Linked DNA regions of Canis lupus: region 1 is linked to region 2. The links are chromatin contacts, called in public Hi-C maps. All regions are on one chromosome and are shown on one strand. The core of a region is the stretch at or near the end of the contact, and the rest is flanking DNA. Distances in the headings are between cores, read along the strand shown.

Evidence for each region. A called contact is a pair of places that touch in the nucleus more often than the background predicts.
Region 1: a Hi-C map of blood shows a contact between it and region 2, with 3 times the contacts expected there. The contact joins the promoter of FZD7 here to the promoter of ALS2 in region 2. A contact is called at or near these places in 2 of 9 Hi-C or Micro-C datasets (amygdala and blood).

The regions. Positions count from the first base shown.
Region 1 is chr37:10,911,807-10,917,407 of UU_Cfam_GSD_1.0, forward strand. It overlaps FZD7 (frizzled-7), which reads left to right and starts at 2,182. Exons shown (of 1, transcript XM_038585390.1): 1 at 2,182-5,601. The coding sequence starts at 2,182. The coding sequence ends at 3,906.
Region 2 is chr37:10,679,670-10,685,027 of UU_Cfam_GSD_1.0, forward strand. ALS2 (alsin) reads right to left here and starts at 3,805. Exons shown (of 34, transcript XM_038585377.1): 1 at 3,670-3,805.

The DNA of each region.
Region 1 (5,601 bases), core at 932-3,431, 230 kb after region 2:
GTGCATGTGCGCATGTGTGTATCAGAGACAGTGAGAGACAGATTTAGCCTTTCTCAGACTGTCACTTTCCTGCATGGGAATTCGCGATACTCCCTGCTTCCCGGAGAGAGGGGAGAGCCCCCCCCTCCCCCCCGGTGAATTCTGACCTCGTCCGGAGTAACCGGGGAGCTCACGGGAGCACCCAGTGCCGCGAGCAAGACGGAAGATTTGACCGGGAACAAAAGACCGCTAGCCCGTCAGAAAACGCCACTGGAGCACACGGGTAACCTCTCTTTGTGTTCTGAAAACTCCTTAATTAGCAAGTGCCCTGGTTTCTTACACGCATTTAAACTCCTCTCCGCGCGTCTCAACTACAGGATCAGGTCGCTGCGGCTGCAGCGCAGAGGGGACCCCGGGTGGCCACGCGCCCGAGATCCAGGGAAAGCTCCGCAGTCCAAGGCGCGCTGCAAGCCGTCCCGTGTGCCCGGGCGTTCGGTCTCAGGTACTTTAAAATCATCCCTCCCCGCGTCCCCCCGCCAACCCCTAGTTTTCCTGGAACGGCTCAAAAGCCACAGCAGACTGCTAGGCTCCCGGCCGCGCGCGCGGGCGGGGCGGCCGGGGGGCCCCGGGGTCCCCGAGCCCCCTCGGAGGGGTCTGCACTTCCTCCCGCCTTAAGTCGGCCCCCTCCTCCCGACTCCCGTCTCTGGGACGCGGGGCCCCTCCTCCCTCCTGCTGCCGGGAGAGGGGGGTGCGAGGGACTGTGGCCTCACGTGGTCTGTTTGGGTCTGGGGAGAAAAGGGCGACCTGGGAGGCGCACCCTTCTCGCTCGGTGCCGAAGCCCGCACTTAGGGTCCAGCTGCCCCCAAAGCGCCCTGCCAATCCCAGCGCTGCGGGCCCGGGCAGGGCCACCCTGAGTGACCCCGGGTCACGTCCCTCTGCGCGGTTCCCAGCGGCTCCCAGGAAAGCCTCCCTCGCCGCGCCCTCCAGCTCGAGACGAGCGTTTCAGCGGACCCGGAAGAGGAACACATCTTTATAAGCCAATTCCCTTTCTGGTGCGTTTTACCCCCCACCCCCCACCCCTCGAGCGAATTCACCGTAAAAGTTTTTCTGAACTTTTCCGTCCCGGCCCCCTGCCCCTCCCCTCAGGAATCCGCCCAGAGCGCTGCAGGCTCCGCCCCCCGGGCCTCCCTCGCCCCGCCCTCCAGACTTCCACCCAATCCGGAGGCCGCCACACGGAAAACAAAGGCTGCCATTGGGCCGCCCTGGAGCCCGAGGGCCCGCCCCCGGCGTGGTTTGTGAATGGGGGGAGGGGAGGGGGCGGGGCGGCCCGGAGCCCCGCGAGCCCGACGCTTCTTCTGGCGAGTTGCGCGACTCCGAGGCGTTACTCTGCGCTCCCTCCCGGCGGGCGGCGGCGGCGGCGGCGGCGGCGGGCGGGCGGGCGGGCGCCGGGACACTCGGGCCGGGGCTTCGCGAGGCTGGAGAGGCCAGGCCCAGGCCGCGGGCAGCGGGCCCTCGCGGCTTCGGACGCAGTGCGACTGGATTTCCAAAACGAACTCGCTGAGCTCTTGGCTGCAAAGCGCCGATCGGACTCGGAGCGAGGATCGCCCGCTTGGCAGAAACTTGGGGGCCGAGCTCTCGGGGCTGGAGAAGGAGCGGGGGAGTCGGAAAGGCGGCGGCGGCGGCGGCGGCGGCGGCGGCGGCGAGCAGAGCCTCGAGGCGAGGAGGCGGAGCAGCACCGCCTCGGCGGCGGCCTCGGCTCGCGGGCGGCGGCGCCGGCTCTCGCCCGCCGGGGGCCGGACTCGGCGCGGGGGGCGCGTGCGGAGCCGTGCGCTGTGGGCCGGCCGACTTTGGGCAAACTTTGAAGGGGAACCCGAGACGCTTGTTGCTCCTCGCCGCGGAGAACGCCGCACCGTTACGTCGCCGCGGGAGAAGGCGGCGGCCCCCGTCCGCGCCCCCGGCCCGGGCCGACGAGTCCGGGGCTCCCGGCGGCCGCCCCGCTGCTGGGCGGAGACGGCGGCGGCGCCCCCGCGGCGCGGGCACCCGGGCTGCAGCGCCCTGAGCTCCGCGCCGCCCACGCCCCGGCCGCGGCGCCGGGAGGACTCTCATGCGCCGGGCGCGGCCGCGCCTCCCCGGATCCAAGCCTCTCGCGGCCGCGTCGTCGCGCTGCTCGGGCTGAGAGCGCCGCCGCACCCGTGGCCGGCGATGCGGGGCCCCGGCGCGGCCGCGGCGCGCTCGCCCCTGGGCCTGTGCACCCTGGCGCTTGCGCTGCTGGGCGCGCTGCCCGCCGGCGCCGGGGCGCAGCCGTACCACGGCGAGAAGGGCATCTCGGTGCCGGACCACGGCTTCTGCCAGCCCATCTCCATCCCGCTGTGCACGGACATTGCCTACAACCAGACCATCCTGCCCAACCTGCTGGGCCACACGAACCAGGAGGACGCGGGCCTCGAGGTGCACCAGTTCTACCCGCTGGTGAAGGTGCAGTGTTCTCCCGAGCTGCGCTTCTTCCTGTGCTCCATGTACGCGCCCGTGTGCACCGTGCTGGACCAGGCCATCCCGCCGTGCCGCTCCCTGTGCGAGCGTGCCCGCCAGGGCTGCGAGGCGCTCATGAACAAGTTCGGCTTTCAGTGGCCCGAGCGGCTGCGCTGTGAGAACTTCCCCGTGCACGGCGCCGGCGAGATCTGCGTGGGCCAGAACACGTCCGACGGCTCGGGGGGCGCGGGCGGCGGCCCCACGGCCTACCCCACTGCGCCCTACATGCCGGACCTGCCCTTCACCGCCCTGCCCCCGGGGGCAGCTGACGGCAGGGGCCGCGCTGCCTTCCCTTTCTCGTGCCCCCGCCAGCTCAAGGTGCCCCCCTACCTGGGCTACCGCTTCCTGGGCGAGCGCGACTGCGGCGCCCCGTGCGAGCCGGGCCGAGCCAACGGCCTGATGTACTTTAAGGAGGAGGAGAGGCGCTTTGCCCGTCTCTGGGTGGGCGTGTGGTCGGTGCTGTGCTGCGCCTCGACGCTCTTCACGGTGCTCACCTACTTGGTGGACATGCGGCGCTTCAGCTACCCCGAGCGGCCCATCATCTTTCTGTCGGGCTGCTACTTCATGGTGGCCGTGGCGCACGTGGCCGGCTTCCTGCTGGAGGACCGCGCCGTGTGCGTGGAGCGCTTCTCAGACGACGGCTACCGCACGGTGGCGCAGGGCACCAAGAAGGAGGGCTGCACTATCCTCTTCATGGTGCTGTACTTCTTCGGCATGGCCAGCTCCATCTGGTGGGTCATCCTGTCGCTCACCTGGTTCCTGGCAGCCGGCATGAAGTGGGGCCATGAGGCCATCGAAGCCAACTCGCAGTACTTCCACCTGGCCGCGTGGGCTGTGCCCGCTGTCAAGACCATCACCATCCTGGCCATGGGCCAGGTGGACGGGGACTTGCTCAGCGGGGTGTGCTACGTGGGCCTGTCCAGCGTGGATGCGCTGCGGGGCTTCGTGCTGGCGCCCCTGTTCGTCTACCTCTTCATTGGCACGTCCTTCCTGCTGGCCGGCTTCGTGTCCCTCTTCCGTATCCGCACCATCATGAAGCACGACGGAACCAAGACCGAGAAGCTGGAGAAGCTCATGGTGCGCATCGGCGTCTTCAGCGTGCTCTACACGGTGCCAGCCACCATCGTCCTGGCCTGCTACTTCTACGAGCAGGCCTTCCGCGAACACTGGGAGCGCACCTGGCTCCTGCAGACGTGCAAGAGCTACGCGGTGCCCTGCCCGCCTGGCCATTTCCCGCCCATGAGCCCCGACTTCACTGTCTTCATGATCAAGTACCTGATGACCATGATCGTGGGCATCACCACCGGCTTCTGGATCTGGTCCGGCAAGACTCTGCAGTCTTGGCGCCGCTTCTACCACAGACTCAGCCACAGCAGCAAGGGGGAGACTGCGGTATGAGCCCCGGCCCCTCCCCCACCCTCCCTTCCCCCATCCCCAAGCAGGGGGAGAGACGCGGGAAGGAGAGAACTGTTGAGGGGGGTGGGGTTCTGGAACCTGCACACCCCCCGCCCCCTTCCAATGAGAAGTGACCTGGAAGAGAGATGATAGTTGTAGATTTGGGGCGAGGAGTGGGTTTGGAAAAGGAGGCCTGGGTGGAAAGACGGTTTGGATGAAAAGACTTATGGCAAAGACTTGCAGAAAGAGGATGATGATGATGATGGTGATGATGGTAAGGCTGATGTTAATAATCACGCCCGGTGCGGGGCCAACCTGGGCCTGTCGAGATTGAGCCCAGCAGAGATGGCTCTGAGTTCTTCCTGGCCCCGGGGCTGAACTGAGACTGAGCGATTCCCCTGCTGCAAGACAAGTGGCCTGTCCTCACTCCCGTGAGGCCCGGGTGAAAGGTACAGCTCTGTCTGCGGCGGCGGCTTTGTTGGGAAAAGGGAGGACTCCCTGCGGTGTCCTTGTCAAGCGGTGGTCAAACCATAATCTCTTTTCACTGGGGCCAAACTGGAGCCCAGATGGGTTAATTTCCAGGGTCAGACATTACAGTCTCTCCTCCCCTGGCCCCTCCCGCCTGTTTTTCCTCTCCTACTCCTTTCAAGTCTTGTAAAATAAGCATTTGGAGGTCTTGGGAGGCCCGCCTCCTAGAATCCTAATGTGAGGATGCGAAAGAAATGAAGATAAACATTTAGAGTTGAGGCAAAGGAGATGAGTAGTAGGTATTTCTGCTTTTTTATTTTCTGAGGAAGGCAGAAGGAAGAAGGTATTTTATTTGGTTTAATACCCTGAAAAGAAGTGATGACTTGTTGCTTTTCAAAACAGGAGTGCATTTTCCCCCTTGTCTTTGTTGTAAGAGACAAAAGAGGAAACAAAAGTGTCTCCCCTGTGGAAAGGCATAACTGTGAAGACAGCAACTTTTATAGGCAAAGTAGCACAAGTCAGAGGTTTTCCTTTGGATGTTAATTTGGCTGAGATAAACATTCCTTTTTAAGGAAAAGTAAACGGCACCGTGCTTCCCACGTATACCCCAGTCAGTCAGAGGTTCTGACTTGGCTAAAGGAAATGCAGGGGGTTTTGTTGTGTTTGTTTTAAATAAATTTAACTCAGAACACACAATCCTATCTACAGGCTCTGTTCAGATGTTCAGGGAAATCTCTCCCTTTATTATTATTTTTTTCTTCCTATAAACCTGCCTTTAGGTTTTCTATTTTCTTCTGATTTGAATCCTTCAAGATAAAAGGAAAAGCATAATGCCCTCAGCCTCCATAATAAAGAAGTTAAATTTTTTTAAAAAGTAAAGAACCATTTTGTCCTGTTTTCTTAGTTCCATAAATCCGTTTATAAAACATCATGTGTATGCTGACCCTGTCTTTGTGTGGCTGGGTGGGGAGGTGACCTGCAGAAATGGCAGTGAATGAAGGGGACAGTTCAAACCGTGGGTCCCATTTTTAAGGAAAGTCATTAAAAGAAGGTAAACTTCAAAGTAATTCTGGAGTTCTTTGAAATGTGCTGCATGACTTAAATTTATTAATCTTAAATCATGTACTTTTTTTTCTATAATAGAACTGATTCTTTTGCATAATGCTCTAAAGCTGAGCAGAGAATCATGGGAGGTAACCTTTATTCCACCTCTGACACCACCCTCCAATC
Region 2 (5,358 bases), core at 2,555-5,054:
TAAGTATAGATCTAGTTCCTATTTTCACTAGGGGATAGTATTTCATTGCATGAATAAACCATAGTTTATCCATTTCCCTACTAAAGTACAGCTGGATTCTTCTACTTTATTGCTATTTTAAGAGTTGCTATAATCATCTTTGTTGCATATTTGCTTGAGCAATTGCCCTTAGTTAAGAATTCAGCTCAACAAAAATTTAGGTTGCAGAATAACCCTGTAATCAAAGTTATCCATCTAGATGTCATTATTGGGTCTAACCACCACCTTCCTAATAGGAAGATCATGTGAAATAAAGAACAAAAGAAAAAACAAGTGTGTATATATATATATATATATATATATGTATATATATATATATAGACAGTAATGAGGACTATAAAGAACAAAATTCATTTTTTTTATACAGTAATTTTTATTTAATAAATTTTATTTAAATTATATGTAAAAGGAAACCAGGAGTTGATTAATTTGTGAAATCAACGAGACTAAAGCTGATCTCTGTGAGCATAATTCACTGGTGGCCAAGTGAAACTCTACAAAACAGCCCCAGCCTTTTCCTCATAGGAGTTGAGAGAACTGTACATTTTTTATTCAAAAAAGAAGTCTCTATTAAAGAGCAATTCTATGAGAGCCCAAACAAGTTCTCATTATTTCACTGATTTAAATATTTTTGCCTACTCATGTGGATCAATTAGTTCAGCTACTTTACCAATTTCTCAGCTAATTTACCAATTGTGCGATGCAGCAGCAAACATCAAGACATAATGTAAAGACAGTACCATGACATTTATAGAAGAAAATAAATGTAAGACTCAAAGAACCATGTCAAAGTCTGTTAAAATTTGTGGTTACTGTGCATTTTCTTAAGGACTGATAACCTACAAAACCTACTATTTATTACTGATGACCGAATTATCTAATTATCAACAGAGAAGAGTGACAAGAAAAAAAAAACTGGGTTTAAAAAAAAAAAAAAAAAGGCAGGAACGTCTGCCTTGGGCTCAGGGCACGATTCTGCGGTCAGGGATTGAATCCCAGATTCCACTCCTTTCAGGGAGCCTGCTTCTCCCTCTGCCTGTGTCTCTGCTTCTGTGTGCGTGTCTCTCATGAATAAATAAAATTTTTTTAAAAAGCACTGCAAGTAAAATCTCTAATACAGTTGGAGTATGTGCTAGGTTTAATTCTACAAAGTTATGAAAAGGCTAAATCATCTAGAAGTAAAATCCTCACAGCACTCTGAGTCTGAGAAAGGGGCTCAATCTCATACTACATAAAAGCGGGCCTTCTTTTACACCACCTCAAAAATCACCAGTCTTCACCTTCCTTCGTAGTTTTTTAACTCATACCTTACCTAGTGTCATATTAATACAAAATCATGAAAAGTTTTTTTTACAAGTCAATCATATTCTTTGGAAATACCTTTAAAATGGACCCAGCAGTACTGCATTAAACCCATGTTTTTCATAAAAAGGTAGAAGATTAATAGTCCTTTTTCCATCTAATCACACAAAACTGAAATCCGTTCTCAGTGAAGTTCTTAACACACTCTGTATCTTTAACAGTCAAAATGCCCAAAGTTAAGTGTCTCAAAAGACAACCTAAACTCTGAGGGCTGAAATCTGGACAGAAGAGCTATTCCAGTTCACATTGCTTCACTATACTTAAAAAAATAAGAGGCTTACCTGATGCAACTCAAACCGCCCCCAAAATGACCCATTTGGTACTTTATTTTCTGGATCGTTATCTTTTCAAATAATAATATTGTGAAACAGCTTTGAATCTTTTTGCTATAACTATGAACCCTAAATATGCCAATACTACCCATACTTAATAAACTAAGCAATAAATTTAAACTCGGTATAGATTCTAAAAGCATCTCTTCCACATTAAAATACCCCTTTATTGAATACCAAAGTTACTACGAACCAACCGAGAAACTATTTTCCGTAAGTATTAAGTCAATGTATCAAAAAACTATCTGGATACTATCCCTTGAATTTAAAAAGTGCATTATAGTTCTTTTCTAAAAAATATTCAGTTCTCTTTCCCATTTAGAAAACAGGGAGTCAGTGTGGGACATGAGACAGGAGAAGAAGAAATAATCATAAAAATAGGTAACATGTACTGAATGAATATCTACCACCGCCAGGCACGGCAATAAATAGATGAACCATTCAATGTAAAGGTGCTGTTATCAGGAAAGTACTTCAATCTTGAGTCTAGAAATCAGAAAATAATTTAGAGAAGTTAAGCAACTTTCTCCAAGTCAAAGAATAAGTAGATGTGATGTAAGGTCTGTCCAAATCCGAAGCCTAAGCTTATGTTCTTAAAATTAAAATACGGCAGTATACTACAAAAGCAAATTTTTATTTTTTTTTATTTTTTTAAGGATTTTATTTATTCATGAGAAACAGAGACAGAGAGAGAGAGAGAGAGGCAGAGACACAGGCAGAGGGAGAAGCAGGCTCCACGCAGGGAGCCCGACGGGGGACTCGATCCCGGGTCTCCAGGGTCACGCCCCGGGTCCAAGGCGCGCTCAACCGCTGAGCCACCCGGGCTGCCCCCAAAGCAAATTTTTCACTGCTTTAAATTCTTTAGGTGCTCAAGAACTCAAAGGTCCAGTGGTCACTCCGAATCATTCATAGTCATGTATGAACTAGGGAGAAAAGCTGGACCCATAACCTCGGTGACTTGATACCTGTCCGGAATGAACACACGTCCCACAATCTTACTCTTTAGAGCCTTTCAAAGAACATCTGCAGCCACCAACAAGCCCAAAGGCAAGAGACTAAAAGCTGTGTGTCTGCGCTTAACAGTTCTTTCCTCCTCCGTCCTGGATGCGCCGCTCCGGCCGGGTGCTTTCCTGTGCCCTCGCCGCCCGAGCCCCGAGCCCCGAGCCCCGAGCCCCGAGCAGGAGTGCGCGGCGCTGGCGCCGACCTGTGGGTGCTCGTCCCCAGAGCGGCCCCAGTTACCCCACGGACCAGCCAACCCCGGGGGGCAGGACCACTTCCTAATGACCGAGCTCTGCTCCTCTCCCGCCTTCGCTCCTCATCAAGAACTTCTCCCCTCCCAATGGCTCACCTGGCACGCCAGAGGACTTGGTTAAACTACGAACTCTCGGTATCGAGGTCCTTTTCTCCTTCTGCGACCGCCCTTTCAAGCCACCGAAACCCCCAGGCCAGGCCCCCCCCGCCCCCGCGGTCCGCATGCTGGGGCACTCACCGAGGCTCAGGGCCAGGGGCTCCGGGTCGTGCGCGGGGCGCCCCGGGGGGGCCCCTCAATACCTCCTCGGGAGCGCGGGGAGCAAAGGCAGCGAGGGGGGAGGCGGGGGGGGCGCCCAACAATTTCCCGCCGCGGAGCCCGTGCAGCAGCGCCCCGGCTGGGGCCGGAGCAGAGGAGCCGAGGGGAGAGCCGGCGCGGGACAGGGGGCCGCGTCGGTGCCCGTGGGCGGGCAGGCGCCGTCCGTCCGTCCGTCCGTCCGTCGATCTGTCGGTCGGACGCAGGCTTTTTGGAAGACGCGGGCGCCGTCTCCGCGGGTCCCCAGGCGCGCTCCCGGGCCTCGGCCCGCGCCTCCGCCCCTCCCTCCGCCCCCGGCCTCCCGCACACCGAAGAGCCGGGCGGGCCAGCCCTGCGAGGCCGAGGGCCGCCCAGAGACGCGCCCGCGCTCACCTGACGCTCCACCGGCAGCACCGCGGTCTGCACCCGGCGCGAGCGCCTCAGCCCAGCGGGTCCCCGAGATCAGCTGATTCACGGGGGGCGGGGCCTCGGGCGGCGGGGCGGCGAGCTCGCGTGAGGGCGGGCGGGGATACCCCGAGTAGGCGGGGCCACACGCCGACGGCGTCTGATAGCGATCAAAATTATCCGGGAGGCCTCCGGCGCTGCGGGCTCGGTCCTCCGCGGTGCTGCCCCTCCCTCAGGACGGGGCGGAGCCACCAGCCCTAAAACGCGCTTGGGCGGTGACGTAACACGGAGTCGCCGGGGCCTAACTACCCGAGAGCTTCCATGGTAACGGGTGGCGATGAAAGTAATTGCGAGCTGCAGGCGTTCTGCTGCCACCCCAGACTGCGGAAGTCAGAAGGATAAGTTCGCTACCCATTCGGGGAAAAGGCTAAATGGTCTGCAAACTGCGTCTGTGGAGTCTACGCTACCGGTAGTCGCTTCTGCCCCCCGCGAATGACGTCATCGCCGAGCGGCGCCCGTGGGTCCTAGTGCCCCCACTGTTTTGACTTGGTTGCAACCCCAAAAGGTGGGATGTGGTTGGAGGAAATGCATCGGTACCTCTTGAGATTCCCCATAGGGTTGCCCAGCGTACAATCTGCGTAAAACTAGTTTACGTGTTCGGCGCGCAGTTTCGCGACAGTCTGCTGGGCGCAGCCACAGCCCCTCCTCGACCGGGCTCGCAGCCGGAGAGTCCTCCCGGGAGGATTTTCCGGAGCCGCCACCCTCGGCGCAGGGTGGGTGCGAGCTCCGTGCTGGTAGGAACCGGGCCATCCCTGGGCCTCTATTCAGGCCACGAGAGACAGAGATGCAGGCAAGGTGTGAAGTTCCTGTGCACAAATGGGTGTATCCCGTTCACCCTGAGCCCCATCGCTTCCTTGATTCTCCACCCACCTGCAAATGCAAAATCGTTGGGTCCGCAACAATTCAGCCAACTTTGTCCACTCTTGCACCAGTGCTTCGGACGACGGAACCTCGAGAATTGGCAGCAACGCAAACCACAGGTGCAAAGGACTTGCAGGCGGCCAGGCAATCTTGCTAAGCCTGCAAACAGCCCTTTAATACACAACTACTGGGAATTCCTACTTTTCCCATCGCCTGTTATTCACAACCTACACACATTGGTAACTGAACTCTTCCTACCCACCCCACCCTCCCTTGGTAGACAGGCTTTTGTTTGTTTTTTTAAACATTTTATTTATTAGTGAGAGACACAGAGAGAGGCAGAGGGAGAAGCAGGCTCCGTGCAGGGAGCCCGAGAGCCCGACGTGGGACCCGATCCCGAGTCTCCAGGGTCACGCTCTGGGCCAAAGGCAGGCGCTGAACCCCTGAGCCACCCGGCCTGCCCAGTAGACAGTTTTTAAAATAAAAATTTTAAAACTGCCTCCTACTTTTCTGGGGAAAAAGCGCTACCACTTGGGATACATTTCCCTGACTCCCACCAGCCACTCTTACAAAAGCTACCCGCCCTAGCCTTCCTTTCCTTCTCCCTCTTTCTCTTTAGAAGAGCTGTTCTGCGCTCTCAAAATTTATCCCTCCACCTGAATTCAGGATCCCTTCCAATCCCCTAGGGGATTTGCTCCATTACTTATCCCTTCCCTTTTGTTTATTTTCAATCTTTGCTTTTATTACTCCTACTCC